Linked DNA regions of Triticum aestivum: all the other regions are linked to region 1. The links are chromatin contacts, called in public Hi-C maps. All regions are on one chromosome and are shown on one strand. Each heading gives the region's core, a stretch centred on a gene start, on an enhancer-like site or on the middle of the called end of the contact. The rest is flanking DNA. Distances are from core to core; before and after follow the strand shown.

Evidence for each region. A called contact is a pair of places that touch in the nucleus more often than the background predicts.
Region 2: a Hi-C map of leaf shows a contact between it and region 1, with 4 times the contacts expected there. The contact joins two enhancer-like sites. A contact is called at or near these places in 2 of 5 Hi-C or Micro-C datasets (both in leaf).
Region 3: a contact with region 1 is called in a Hi-C map of leaf, with 4 times the contacts expected there. The contact joins two enhancer-like sites. A contact is called at or near these places in 1 of 5 Hi-C or Micro-C datasets (leaf) and 1 of 1 datasets of contacts at active chromatin or transcription factors (leaf).

The regions. Positions count from the first base shown.
Region 1 is chr6A:524,720,335-524,725,149 of IWGSC CS RefSeq v2.1, forward strand. No RefSeq gene overlaps it. Among protein-coding and RNA genes, the nearest start is that of LOC123130904, 7.7 kb to the right of the region's middle. Within about 2 kb of position 2,482, at least 7 of the 8 cell types and tissues checked have an H3K27ac peak or open chromatin away from gene starts, as enhancers often do. A contact at or near this core is called in leaf, where this site is marked.
Region 2 is chr6A:524,512,847-524,517,661 of IWGSC CS RefSeq v2.1, forward strand. No RefSeq gene overlaps it. Among protein-coding and RNA genes, the nearest start is that of LOC123128272, 27 kb to the right of the region's middle. Within about 2 kb of position 2,510, at least 1 of the 8 cell types and tissues checked has an H3K27ac peak or open chromatin away from gene starts, as enhancers often do. A contact at or near this core is called in leaf, where this site is marked.
Region 3 is chr6A:524,580,114-524,584,928 of IWGSC CS RefSeq v2.1, forward strand. No RefSeq gene overlaps it. Among protein-coding and RNA genes, the nearest start is that of LOC123128272, 40 kb to the left of the region's middle. Within about 2 kb of position 2,793, at least 8 of the 8 cell types and tissues checked have an H3K27ac peak or open chromatin away from gene starts, as enhancers often do. A contact at or near this core is called in leaf, where this site is marked.

The sequences.
Region 1 (4,815 bases), core at 1,232-3,731:
ACTATATAAGATGCAATAATAAAAGTAAGAAAATAATACAAGTATCTATGTAAACAAACAAGTATGAATATTTTTCTTTTCAGAAAGAAGATAAGAACAAAAGGCTCACCATGATGGTGCCGGCGATGAGCTCGGCGCGGGTGATCGACGGCGGTGAAGACGGGGACGGGGCGTGACAGACCGCTAAACCTAGACAAATATTAAGGAAAATGGAGTTTGAAGGTCGAGCTTGGAGAGGAGAAAGCTTAAGTAGTGTGGCCCGAGCATTCCATCGAACACCTTGTGTGCATAGGAGGTGAGTTAGAGCACCACCAAGCCCTCTCCCCCTCAGCCAGAAAAAAACAGAGCAGTGTGCTCTGCTCTTACGCGAGGGGGTATATATAGGCACCTCATTGGCCCCGATTGGTGGCATGAACCGGGACTAAAGGGGAGCCTTTGGTCCCGGTTCAAGCCACCAACCGGGATCAATGGTGATGGGCCAGGCGCGAGGCCCACTGGTCCTGGTTCGTCCCACCAACCGGGACCAAAAGGTTCAAATGAACCAGGACCAATGACCAACGTGGCCCGGCCAGCCTCCTGGGCTCACGAACCGGGTCCAGTGCCCTCATTGGTCCCGGTTCTGAATTGAACCGGGACTAATGGGCTAACCCGGCCTGGACCGTTGCCCCCTTTTCCACTAGTGTAGCAGATCGATTACTTACGTGACAAGGAAGTTTTAGCAGCTTACTAGTACATGCAAAGGTACTACATACATACTCGTCGTCCTCACCGAGCAAGAAGAGGACAGGATGAAATTTCCTAGCTCGATTCTCGACATGATAGATTTACCTACATAGAGCGTCCTGAAGCGTTGAAGTGGGATGACCCAAGAAGCGGTTTCGGGAAGCTTACCTGAGAGATTGCTCTAACCCGTGCCGATTAAGTTTTAAATCTACCATTAAAACAAGTTCTTTCTATCTTTTGTTCTAAGTTGATTGAGCAGAGTTGGTCAGAGCTTCGAGCAAATAGCTTAGCCAAGTTAGCAGTGTAGTAGTCCTTCCGCGACATGCTCAGTAGACATTCTGTGAGTGTATGCTCCGTACATCATTTGTGTGCATACACAGAAAGCCAGACTTAATTACTTCAAGTGTCCATCGACGCAAGGCAAGATATATGCAGTTTAATTTCTTTCAGGGGTATGAAATTTAACTTTCTTTCCCGTCTTCTTCCTAGTTGCGTAGGCCCAGGTAGGAACGCACAACAAGAAATGCACAATTTAATATTTATTACAGAAAAGTTATATGTACTTAGCCGTGGTCAAGGCAGCCACTTTGACCCCGCGATCTGTTTGGATGACCTTGTTTATATAAACTTGCCACACTTGAGTGTCATGTTTGCAAAATTAACATGGTCTTCGCTCAGACTTTGTAGATGATGAATTGGACTTAATATGTGATAGTACCTCCTCTCCCGTTTGAGGGCCCACACATATCCTTAGATTGATAATTTTGACCAACGTGATATGAGTTATATATCACATAATAATATCATTAGAAACTACAATGCATAATTTTCTACTCTTTCCGTTCAGAAATATAAGATGTTTTGGACATTTTATTATGAACTATATACAAACTTAAATGAGTGAATAAACACACTAAAACATGTCTATATACATCCGATTCAAAAAAGTTAGAACATCTTATATATATGTGTGTGGACGGATGGAATAACTGTATATTTTTCGTGATATACAATTCGTATTATCTTGATCGAATTGTTGATCTATGGATATATGTGGTCCTTATAAACCGTAAAGGATGGAATATATAATTAGATGATGAGTATAATGATCAAACTAGCATCCATTTCCTTGATTGTTCATTGGTGAAATTAAAAACCAGTCGAATGCGGATGATCATTCCTTTCGTATGGAAATTAATTCATGGAATTGATTGTGGCGGACAACAAGATTTAAAGTTTGTTGAACAGTATGTTGATCAGTACATTGCCTAAATATTCCCGTAGAAAAGAAGCCTTTTTTCACAAAAAAAGAGAGAAGAAGAAGCCTTTTTTTGTCACAATCTCATCCACTCAGAGAAAATAAAAAACGTGTCTAGCCTCTTCTCCCGCTCCCTCTTCCATACCGCTAGCTTTTCACTGTTTCTAAGGTGATGCATCACTTTCACGCACCTTTCGCGGGGATTTTCCCAGGAATAACAAAGCCAACTTACCCTGGCAGTACTTAATTAGGAGCAGACACACGAACATGAGTTCTTCTCTAAGTGGTAAAAATATGCTACCATATGTGGATTTTTACCCTCTTCTGATAGCAAAGTGCATGCACAAGCCTAATTGTTTTTTGCATCTGTTGAATTGTTGTCACGCGCCGAATTGGCATCAGGCTAGCTAGTCCTCGGAGATAAACTAGTGTCCTCGCCAGGAGAGTCCAAGAGGCTCATGACAAGAGCATTTTCCGCTGATTGGACGCGGGAGCACCTTCTGTCCTTTGCAGCCCCCACTCACGCTTAGACAAAGCATAGCCAAGATTGATTCCACCCCTCCTCCTCCTCCTCGACGGCGACGGCGACGGCGACGTCGCATGCAGGAAAGATTACAGGTGCTACCAAAGCTAGCGCGAGCGGGGACCTGGCCGTAATGGCGTGTCAATGGGCACCATACACCGGGTCGGTCGTGCTGCCGCTCTATTTGTGCTAATCATCGCTTTTTTGGAAGAAAAATGGATCTAGCTAGGCTGGAGATGGAGGTTGGCCTCACAGTCGATCCGAAAGCATCTGCCGCGGTTGCGACGGGTCGTGTCGTGTCGCTGAAAGAAGGGAGAGCAAATTCATTTCTGAGGGTGACTGGAATGGAAATATAGCGGCCCGGGGCGGGGAGTGAAAGGTGGTGGTGCATCCGCCAGCTTATCAAAAATTCAGATAAAACGAGGGGGGCCAAGCTAACTAGCGCGGTGATCAGTTTCCGTGAACGTTCGAGCGCGGCTGGGCTGAGACGGGCGTCGATTGGTATGGCTATGGTGGGTGATAAGCGATCTCTTAATTACGTGATGTTTTGTAGTATGGGAGGGAGAGAGGTCAGAATCAGATCGAGGAGGGGGCAGACGAGATGAGATGATGAGACGAGGCGACCGGAGTGACAAGAGAACAAGAACTTGCTTGCTCTCGCCTGCATCCTCTCAAACTCTCGCTGGGCTGTCCGGGTCTCCGAGTCGTAGTCCCAAGCAGCAGCGCAGTTTTGGCGCTTCGCAGCGTTCTCGTGGACGCAACCGTGCTACAGTACCGCCGCGGTTGCGGGGCACCGCGCGCGCTGGCGGTCGCAGTGGCGCGTCGCCTTTGCCCGGGCAACTCGGTGGGCAACCGGTTAGATCAGGCTTTGGTAGTCACCGACGGTAGTCTCGGCCTGGTGGTAGGTGCAGACCCGCGATTGTACTGCCACACTATGCATGGTTGACGAGAAGGAAGCGACACGCAGCGCCAGCCCATGGGGCGGAGGAACAGGAGCAGATGGTGGGGCTCCCCTAGGATCGGAGCCGAGGGTGGGGGTGCGAGTCTGCGAGCGAGTGGACCAGTAGGGCTGCTGGTCGATCGGCGTTTTCCACCAGGGCCGGGCCGATCGATCCTGCTGCTGCTTCGGCCATGTTCCGTGTCCCCCATTCCACGCGCGCACGTACTCTACGTAGGGTCTCCCCCATTCTCATCTCGCATCGCTGGCCGCACCCGAGCACCCCCCGGCCGCTGCTGCCCCACGACCGTGCCGTGCCGTGCCCTGTGGCATGAGGCCGTGGGTGGTCGCTGGCCTGACGGGATGGCTTCAACAGTCGAGCCGTGTGATGTGATGTGATCTGATTCTCACCCATCCCTCCGTCTAGGTTTCAGTGCCGCAACTTCACTCACTGTTCTATCGTCGATGGTTCACCGCCGCACGCGTGGTTTGTCTCCCACAACTTCACTCACTCTATCGTCCCTCGAGTAGCTGTTTCCCTTCTTTCCAACGGCTAAGCTACCGCCCTGGGTTGTTCTCTGCTGCCACTGCTACTGCTACTCCTACTGCTGACGTCCAAACTGGCGTATGACGTTTCGGTACAGCTGAACAATTTGATTACCCTGGAGAGCAGTATTGGACTATTTCCTCTCTGCAAGCTTGTCACTCCCTACGCGATCAACCATCAATGTGACTCATGTAGCTACAATTGTCCATCTCGATGACTCCTATCGCCAAGAATTGTCCAGTTGGAGGCACCAATAGTACATGAATGTGATATATGATGTCTTTTTATATGTGTACATTACACATATCTCTACTCTTATAAAAAAACGAGTTGGTGATGATGGTGTGCTTGCTATCTTGTAATATAGACCGTTCGATCTATATCTGACGGATAGAAAGCAAACTATGACAATTTTACAAAAGATATCCGCACCTCTCTCCACATTTATAGACAAGGCATTGCCTCGTTCATCGTCCTTATCTCCCACAACCTCATTGTTGAGCAATTAAAAAAGAAAGTCTCTGGAACAATCTAGCATGATGGCCGCTGCCGCCTGCCAGCGCCGTCCATCCCCATGCCTCCGCCCAGTCCGACCACCAGTCACCACCACGCTCCACTCCTGCTCACCTTATCTCTCATCTTTCATTTTTTTCGATAAAATTATCGAGATACCAGTTTTCCGATAAAATTCTTGAGATATTATTCGTTTTTACACATGTGATTACTTCTGCATGGGTCAATCACAACAGGTGTTTTGTAAAAAAAAATGCATATTGATGTTCCGTGCAATGCACGATCATCTTGCTAGTAAATATAAACATACGAGT
Region 2 (4,815 bases), core at 1,260-3,759, 210 kb before region 1:
GATCGCGCGATCGCCCACTCCGTTCTGCCCGATTATGCTTCTGATTTGCACAGGGTTTCTCACGTGTGAGCTTTCCTTTAACGGACGCCAAGCCACTCAGACAAGCAAGTACTGACGGCAACTACGATTAGATTGATTGTTTTTAGGCGAATTAGGTTGCTGGTGCATGTACTTGGTACTACAATACATACAACACAAGCCCGGCCGATCGAGCATCTCGTGCACGAGATGAGCACAAGGAATCGTCAGCGAGCACGCTGCCTGCCTGCCAGCCAGCCAGCGCCTATCGCTATCTGTACACGTTGACGCGTAGCGTAGCTTACATGTATGTACACAAGCGTCCGGCTTGCATTGGCTGGGTGTCATCGAAATATCTACCTGCTCCAATCGATTCGGATTCCCTGTCGGCCTCGTGCATGTGCCTCTGCCGCCTGCTGCATCTACCTCCCCATCCATCGACCATGTATTTTTAGGGTAGGCGCAGATGCAGTGCCCCGGGACGACGAGCGCGCGCATGTGAGCGGCGATTTAGGCCTTCCACTATGTAGTCGGTGCCCAAGACATTAAAATATTACCAACTGGGCAGCGCTGCCCTTAAGATTTTATTTGGCACCGGGCTCACTATGTTGCATATGCAGCCTGCTAAAAACGGGATTCAGAACTCTATTCACGTGAGTTTCCTTCACCTTCTGCAGGCGGGCCATGAGCTAATTGTTTACTACTTTCTGCATTTGGCATCAGCTGGGCATCGGAGCAACTATTTGCTCCGGTTCTCACAAAAAAATTTATGGCACCGGCTGGGGCAATGGAAGGATTGGGTGCCAAACTAAGAAAAGGTGAATTTGGCACCTCTTTTAGCCTACATAGTGAAAGGCCTAGAGAGCGGGGGACCGGAGCTGGCTGGCCGGCCCGGGGTCAATGGAGGTGCCCCCCGTGCTCGCGTCGCCACAGTGGCACGGTGCCCGCCGCACCATGCGGGGCTGGCTAGGGCTAGATGGATTCGGTGGGTGGCTAGTGCCCTTCGATGTGATGTGGGATGTCCGGATGTGCACGCACACGGCGAGGCATAGGCGCAAGCGCTGCGCTTTGTGCTGATTCTGTGAGTTCCATGGACGGTGACTGTATTGGTTGACCTTGCTGCATGCGGCCGGCCCTCCCTCCCTCCACGGCCGTGCTCCAGGGTAGCTCGCTTTCGGTGGCCCTTCCGTCCGGATCAAGGGGCGCGGACGACTGCGCGCGGCTAGCGGGCGGGTGTATCGCGCGCCAGAAACCACGGAGGAACATGCGACCCATGCACCTGGTCGGCCTCGACTCTTCGTGGAATCATGCTGCGGCGACCGAAGCTGGGAGTGCATGCCGCTCGTGCAATTTCTTTTTTCACCATCGCAAGATGCGGTGACTGGCTTGCACCGTTCCTTGTTCACTTCATCAAACTTTTACAGGTCACGGCATGCATCATGCATGGATGTTTGAGTTTTAAATTTTGCATGCCCATGTTTGTATCTATATAATCCTCTACGTGCACGGTTGTTTTCGAACAGGAAGGGGGTGTACCGAAGCAAAACTCTTCAAACATATTTTAACTTGAAGCATTTCTTCTTTGTTTTATTTTTTTGCTCAATAAAGAATGTATTTCTCAGTCGCATACGACTGTTGGGTTCAGATGTACCTGCATTTAGAAAATTTTGGCCCATATCTTGTAGATATACTATACATAGAGAGAGTAATAGACAATCCCATTTTCTGTCATACTCCCGTCACTTCAACCATATAAAAGAAAACAATATGTCGCATTAGTTTGTTACATATAAATCAGCGTAGTTTATTGACCTGATGTACTAGCTATATATAATTTTACAATGCATCCTCCATCTTCCTCTTTTCCCCATCGTATAGTATGTATCCCACGCACAGACCCTAGAGCTACGGCTCCATGGTTGTCACAAATATTATTATCCGGGGAAAGACACTGGCGTGATACGGTGATAGCCCATAACTTGTTGGAAAGCGGATACATTTCCTTCCGAACAGAGCACAATTTCAAATCCAAGTCGAGTAGACTGGCAAAGTGGCGGCCACTTGAACGAATAGATTAATTCCACCGGCGACTGAGCTCATATCGCATGCGCGCGTGTTCCAATCCACCGGTGGTACGCGTAGCGGCGTGTTTTTCCCCCACAACTTTTGGATCCGTCCGCCGGAGTTGCTTTCACTCGCCGGCGCTGTCACCCTCGCCCTCAGCCCTTCCTTTCGTTAGTGCACTAATCAGCCTAGGTTAGCGGCGATAAGAAAGGTTGATTAGATTACTAACCAGCAGATTCTTCCTGGACTCAAATTAAGCACCACGCATACGCCCTCCCCTGGCCATGGCCACCCATGGACGGCGACGGCGAGAGACGCGACCCGACCCGACGCCTCCTTCGCGTATATGAAAAGCGCGCTCGAGTATACTATAGGGCGGTCTGATCGGCAGGCCGGTGCGGTGCATGCACCCGCGCATGGCCGGTCGCCGACGCGCCGTTTGGCGCGGACAAAACCCTAGAGTCTGTGTAGTCCACAGTGCGAGTCCTCTCCCTGTCTCCGTTTGGCCGGGCTCGGGGCGCGTAGTTAACCCGTTGATGCCGATTGACGCCAACCCCGGCGTTATCATTTCATTGGATCCTTGGATCGACCTGGATGCGAGCGAGCGACGTGCAATGATGATGTTAGGGTTTGTTTATTAGCCGTGTGTAATCCAGGAATCACGGTGTGTCGGAGTAGCTTTGAGTTGGCTAGAGTCTTGGCCAGTATGGGATACACTATTTTGTGCATTGCTGACAGTCTGATGCTCTTGCAGAGATGGATTATTCTACAGGCTTGCTGCTTGGACTTTTCAAGTGCAATTTGACGTTTTTGTAGTTAAGTAGCGTGTGTTGTTGTGTGGTGAGGAGACCCACGAACTTGCTGTGGCGTAGCCAATCCATCTATTTCGAGCTTTAAATATGAATGAACTATTAATTGTCTTGTTTTCAAGAGAATTTGTCCCGCAAAGTCCAATGTGCATTTGTATACTACTGTGTTGACTTGTAGTCAATAAACCGTAGAGCATAAAGAATTCAAAGTAAACTTAGATCAATAGATAAATATTTTTTCATCTAATAGTTTTTACAATTTCCTGCAATTCATAGGGCCAGAGGGAATCTCTTGACAGGAGGCGTTCAACGAGTATATGTTAATCGGTCACCTCACCAGACTATGATCTACTGAAATCTACCCATCGCCAAAAAAAAGGTCTTTGCGCCGGGAAAAAAGTTTTGATTCTCATATTCCATTGTTCTCTGTACTCTTTCCCATATTTGTTTGATGTTCCCATATATATAGGCAGTTTGGTTCAAAGCCTGGACACTATGCCTCGAGAGGACCCCTGCCTGAATCCAGCCTGGATTGTTTGAAAAATTCGCCTGGCCAGGCTAGCCTCGCACGGATGCGTTTGGCTTGCATCCTGGAAGTGCTGCTACTTTGCAGTATGATTAGTACATAAAAGAAACCCATCCCATCACTTGTACGCAAAAGAAATAGTATAATATTACCAGGCATGGCGGCAGGCACACCCAGGCGTCCCTCTTCCCGTGCCTGGTCCAGATTAAGGGCCTCTTTGATTCGTAGGATTTTGAAAATGTAAGAATAGAAAAAGTATAGGATTGAGATGGCATGTCAACTTGAATCCTATAGGATTAGAAAGGAGTGTTTGATGTTACATGGAAAACAAAGAAAATGTAAAAAGAGGTTTGAGTGGATGTTAGGTTTCCCATGAAATATAGTACAAAAGATTCCATAGAAAAAATTCCTATGGGATCCAATCCTATGAATCAAAGGGCCAACATAGAAAAAATTCCTCAGGATTTCAATCCTCTAGAAATCCTATAGAATTCCTTTGAATCAAAGGAGCCCTAAGTAGGATGCCTGGTTTATACTCCAGGCTAATCAAGTTGTCCTATCAACAGGCCAGGCTAGCACTCAAATTTTCAGGGCAACAACCAAATACCACCCAGGCACACTTCAGACAGGCTCCAGGCCAGGCATGATTGAACGTGGATACCATCCAAACTAACCCATAATCTGCCAATTAAGGTCATCCTAGTGCCTAGCACCCCCTCCGGTCTTGAAAAGGCTGTACTACTGGGTTTTTTTGGGGGGAAGAGGATGTACTACTAGTTTTACGCATGGGTAGAGCCACAAAATATAAATTGCTAGTACTAGTTAGTATCTGTTCAAATATTGCAGTGTGTTGTCTGAAAACCGTACATGTAAATTTGTCATGGAAGTACTTTTCAGAACACACCATTTGAGATTCTGTAAAAAAAATCATACTCCTTCTGTTTTGGTAATGTAGTATCTATATATTTTTTTGAGAAGTCAAAATTATGAACTTTGACAAAGTTTGTAGAGAAATAAACTTGATCAAAGTTTGTGAATGGCTTTAAAAAAATCTATAGACACTACATTAGGGAACGAAAGAAGTATGATCTAAATTAATTGCCAAAGCTATATTTGGAAAACTATGTTGATGTCCAGTCCAAAGTTTATCCTTATACGTATGTGCGGGTTGGGTAGGATGGGAAGATTGTTAAAGTCGGATAACAGCCAAACATGAATCAAATGTACACGAATAGTAGCTAACTATGCTTTGTGTTGATATATAAAAGGATGGAGTAAGGTTTTATTAGATCAGGATAGCGAGGAGAGTAAGAACATATTCAATAGCTCCCTTATCTCTAAAAAAACTACTGTTTAAGGGGAGTTGAGTTAAATATAGACCTCAACCAACTCCCGTAA
Region 3 (4,815 bases), core at 1,543-4,042, 140 kb before region 1:
AGCCGGGCCGAGGACCCCCGGATCATCAACAAGTGGGCCAAGACTGCCATGCTCCTCAGCCTGCTCAAGATGGTATTCTCCGAAGACTGAGCACAGACTCCAAGACACATTTGAATCATCGACATGTATATCCCTAGATGTAACCGACCTACATGTAACCCTAGGTACCCTCGGTGTCTATATAAGCCGATGGGTTTTAGGCCACGGGGTAGAGAATCATACACTCACATACGATCTCGAGGTTGATCATCCTGTACTTTGTACTCTATCACAATCAATACAACAAAAGCAGGATATAGGGTTTAACCTCTTTGGGAGGGTCCGAACCTAGGTAAACATTATGTCCCTTGTTCATAATGTTACTATCTAGCTAATATCACCAACTCGGGACCCCCTATCCAAGATCTGCCTGATTTAACCTCGACACCGGCCCGGTGGACATGAGGTCGATGATTGATGTGGACGGTCCGTAACTGTTCATCTGCCACATGCACTCCTGAAAGTTAGATGGCGGTGCTTAGAATGCATAGTTCGTGGTATTGGAGTCCTCGACCGCATGCGTCACCAGTCCACGTGCGGTCGTGTCCGGCGACACCGGCTCTGCGTTGTGAGCGGCGCCTTGAGCACACGTGGCCTCATAGAGCGCCCGCAGCTCCGCAACAAAGTTCGGGTTCGCCGCGGCCATGGAGAACACGTCTGCCTCGCTTGTGCGTTGATCGTAGATTTGGCCCTCCGTCAACGGGCGCTGCTCGCGGAGGAACAAGTTGTACCTCTGCACCTCCTGCATCTGCTAGCACGCTGACATAGGGGCCAGCACCGGTCGCTCCTCCCCAGCCATGGTGGCGTCGTAGTGTGCATGTGCCTGCTCCTTGGTCAGGCCGACATGCACATGTGCAAAGTCCGGCGTTATTTCATTGTCGGAGTTCCTAAGGTCATCGTCAGAGACCTCGGGCGAGCTGGTCGGCATGTCGTGCTCGATCCCCCAAGCGGGGCCGGTCTGCCAGGTGACTACAAGGGCGGGAACCTCGTGCTTCTGCTCCAATGACATGCTCTCCCACATCACGCTAGAGCTTACGGTCACGGTGGGTGCAATGCAAGGGAGGAGAATGTGGAGTGGAAGTGTTGTGGTGTGGAGTTTAGTCGGGTGTGGCCACCCTTAAATAGCGAATTCCGACGAGGCCAAGCATCCGAGTGCGTCAATGCGCGGCACCGGAGTTGGTTCTTCGTCCTACGAGCCTGCTTAATGGCGGCATACAGACAGACGGGCATAGAACGGGTGTGGTAGATATCCGTCCCGTTTCATATAGTAAACGTCGCTCTCACAATGAACAGACATGTGCTATCAAACACTAAGCTACTTTTTTGGCTTAAAACTATCCAGACATGTGAATCCGCCGACCCTCCTTACCACCGACAATCGGGGTCACCGACGGAGAGGAGCTGCCGGAGGACCATGCCGTATAGTATAACTATATATGCGATATAGCGATGTATACTTTATATATACAGTTTATTGTTTGTTATTGTTGTAATTACGTAGCCTAGCCACCTTCCATGAGAGTGTCGCTCTCTCCCCTAAAAAAAAGGTGTCGTTCTCACAGTATACGTGGACCGTGGCACAACGACTATCTCTTTTCGTTTATAAAAATATCCTGCCGCGTATCTAGTCCCACTGGATCGACATTTACACTCGTGTTTCTTTTTCACATAATTAGCACATGAAAACAACCACATTTGGTACGAGTAAGAGAATTCGTTTCGATCGGTAAACATCTCTCTCCGTCGAAAAGAAGGTGAAATAGCCGCCGCCACCTACTTCTTCATAAAAACTAGAGTTTCTGCCTCTCGCCGGCGCCGCTGTAGGTCCGCCTCTTTTCCGGTGGCCCTAGGGCCATGGGGGCGTGGTGGATCTCGGCAAGGGCCGGCGGGAGGGCTCGGATTTTAGTTGTTTCGTTCAGTTTTGCTTGGGTTTGTGTCCTACTTAAAAAGACGAGACGGCGGCGGCTCTCTGAAGATGAAATAAAGGTCTCACCGCCTAGCTCCCGTTCCGGCAGTGCGTCTAGCATCGTTGGTGAGCGTGTAAAGGTGTGTCTTTGGTGGATCTATCTTTCATGGATTTGGTCGGATCTCGTCGTTGTTCGTCTACGTTCATGTGTTTTCGGATTGGATCCTTTCGATCTACGTTATTCTTCATCTGCGATGATTGTTGTTCTGGTGCGCTGGTCCTACGGGGCGTTAGCACGACGACTTTCCGACTGTCTACTACAACAAGTTGTGTCCGACTCCAGCGATGGAGGGGTGATGACGGAGGCACATCTTCGGCTCGTTTCAGTGTTTGTAGTCGTCGCTAGGTGGTCTACGAATCTGCTTGTAATTTTTATTATTTCTGGTATTCGTTGTACTGCCATATTTGAAGATGAATAGATTGAAAATTTTTATAAAAAAAAAGAAAAAAAAGTTGAAGAAGAAGAGAGCAGGTAGCCAATTTGGCCGTTCCGGCCGAAGCGGCAAACACATGCCGTCACGTACGCTTCGCGCTTTTGCATGCTTTCGTGTGGAAACCGGTAAGGGCTCAGGAAAAAAAAGAAGAAAAAACATGACATGGGTGCCGTCAAAAAATTGACATGGGCCCGGCCGTCTTGTCTGGTTGCACGCGATCGCCGAGGTTTGCGTGCGCGTGTAATCTTGAGCGGCCGCACGTGTAATTTTTACGGCGCAGTACTAGTATGAACGGGACGGAAGTGACCGGAGCCAGCAACCGCGCCGAGAAGAGCCATGGGGGGCGGCGGCGTAATTTCGCCGGGCGAAGAGGCCGGGCCCGCGCGCAGAGTCTCCTGCCACGGATGTCTTGTCTCACATGCACCACGTCCGCAGTCGCCGGGCCCGCCCGCCACCGTCGCGTGGAGGGCAGCGCACGGACCGCCTGATCTTGTGCGCGTCGCCTTTCTCGGTCGCTTGGGAGTTGGGACCTCGCTGAGAAGAAACACGTCCCCCTCTGCCAGTTGCCTAGCCTCAATTTTCTTCGCTGCTGGAATTGTGCCGGGATCCGGAGAGGGATCAGCGCTGGGCACCACCGCAGCTGGTAAAGAAGCTCGCGCGCGCTGCTCCACCACCGCAATCGGTGCGGCATCTTTGGTCCCTGGACTGTTGCTCATCGGTGGCCACCGGAGGTCTACGGTTCCAGTTTTTGCTCTCTTGTTCGACCACGACGGAGTCGAGGCCCCTTCGCCGGTCGACGGCGATTCTCTCGGCCGTGGTAGAGCAGAGACATACCGGCGTGGTGCGTGTCCGTGTTCGTTTCGCATGGTTTCGCTTCACCTCAGACTCGGACGGAGTTCAGATTTTTTTTTTTGAGGGAACGGGAGAGCTTTATTGCATATTAATGTTTACAGGGATACAAAACGGGTCTGGAGGCTCTGTGAACCAGACATGTCTACCCCTACGCAAGGAGGCTGCATATTTAGCTAGAGCGTGAGCATCCCTATTTGACTCTCGTCGTTCGTGGTCGATACTGACCATCTGAAAGCTATCTTTCCGCCTATCTACTTCTTTCAGGATAGCACCATAAGCTGTCATTCTGTTGCCTGAGTTAATGTTTTTGATGACATTTAAGCAGTCTGATATTATAAGCACTCTAGAAACCTGTAGGTCAGCAGCCAAAGCCATAGCTTCACATATTGATTGTGCTTCGAGGGCTTCAGGATCCGTCATTCCAGCTTGCACCACAGCCGAAGCACCTTGAAAGATGCCTTGGTCGTTGCGGCATACAGCTGCTGCTGCTCCCACTTGCCGATCTTTAGATAATCCACCATTGGCATGTATCTTGGCTACGCCCGTAGCAGGAGGTGTCCAGCAAATTGAAGGAACAAGGATTCTTCCTCCGGCCTTTTTCAACTGACGATTCCTTATTCGTGCATCTACTACGTCAGCCATAAACCTTGTGACAAATGCATGCGTAGACAGTGGAGCTTGAAATTCCTCCTCATGGATCGCCCTTCTTCTTGCCCACCAAACTGCCCACATAATCACCAGCATCCGTGCAAAAATTTCCGGCTCCAAATTTCTGCTCAGCTCAAAGAGCCATAGCTTAGCATCCGGTGTTTCGTCTATAACGATGGACGAGTACAACTCGTGATCAGAAATAGCCCAGACTGCTCGGGCCATATTACAGTCTAGGAGAGAATGCCTCCAAGTATCAATTGCCGCGCCGCAGAACACACAAGCCGCTGTAGTTGCCATATGGAGATGATGCCTTACCTCGCCTGTAGGTATAGACGAACGTGCAAGTCTCCAGGCAAAGATCTTCAGTTTCGGTGGCAATAGCACACCCCAAAGCCTCTTCCAACCTGCTTGCTCATATTCTCTATTAGAGGTTTGTGGCGCCTTATCTATCCATGCTTCACGCTTCCGCTTCTTTTCCATAATCATTCTATAAGCAGATCGGACTGAAAACTGTCCATGTTTCTCAAAGTGCCAAGCCCAGAAATCTGGCTGCTGCATATGGCTGATCGGAATGCGTCGTATAGCTTCAACATCCATGGGAAGGAAGTTTGCACGTAATCTATCAAGGTCCCAACTGCGAGTGGCCTCCACCATTAACTCCGACACAAACTCAGGTGGGTTTCTTGCTTGCATACACACAGGCTGCAGCAAATGATCACGTGGGATCCAGTTATCTTCCATAATCCGTGTGGACGTTCCGTCTCCAATGCGCTTTATAAGTCCCTGAATAAGGATATCTCTTCCATCACATATGCCTCGCCATACCTGTGACGGTGATCCCCCTAGTTCAGCCGACAAGAATGAGCTTTGAGG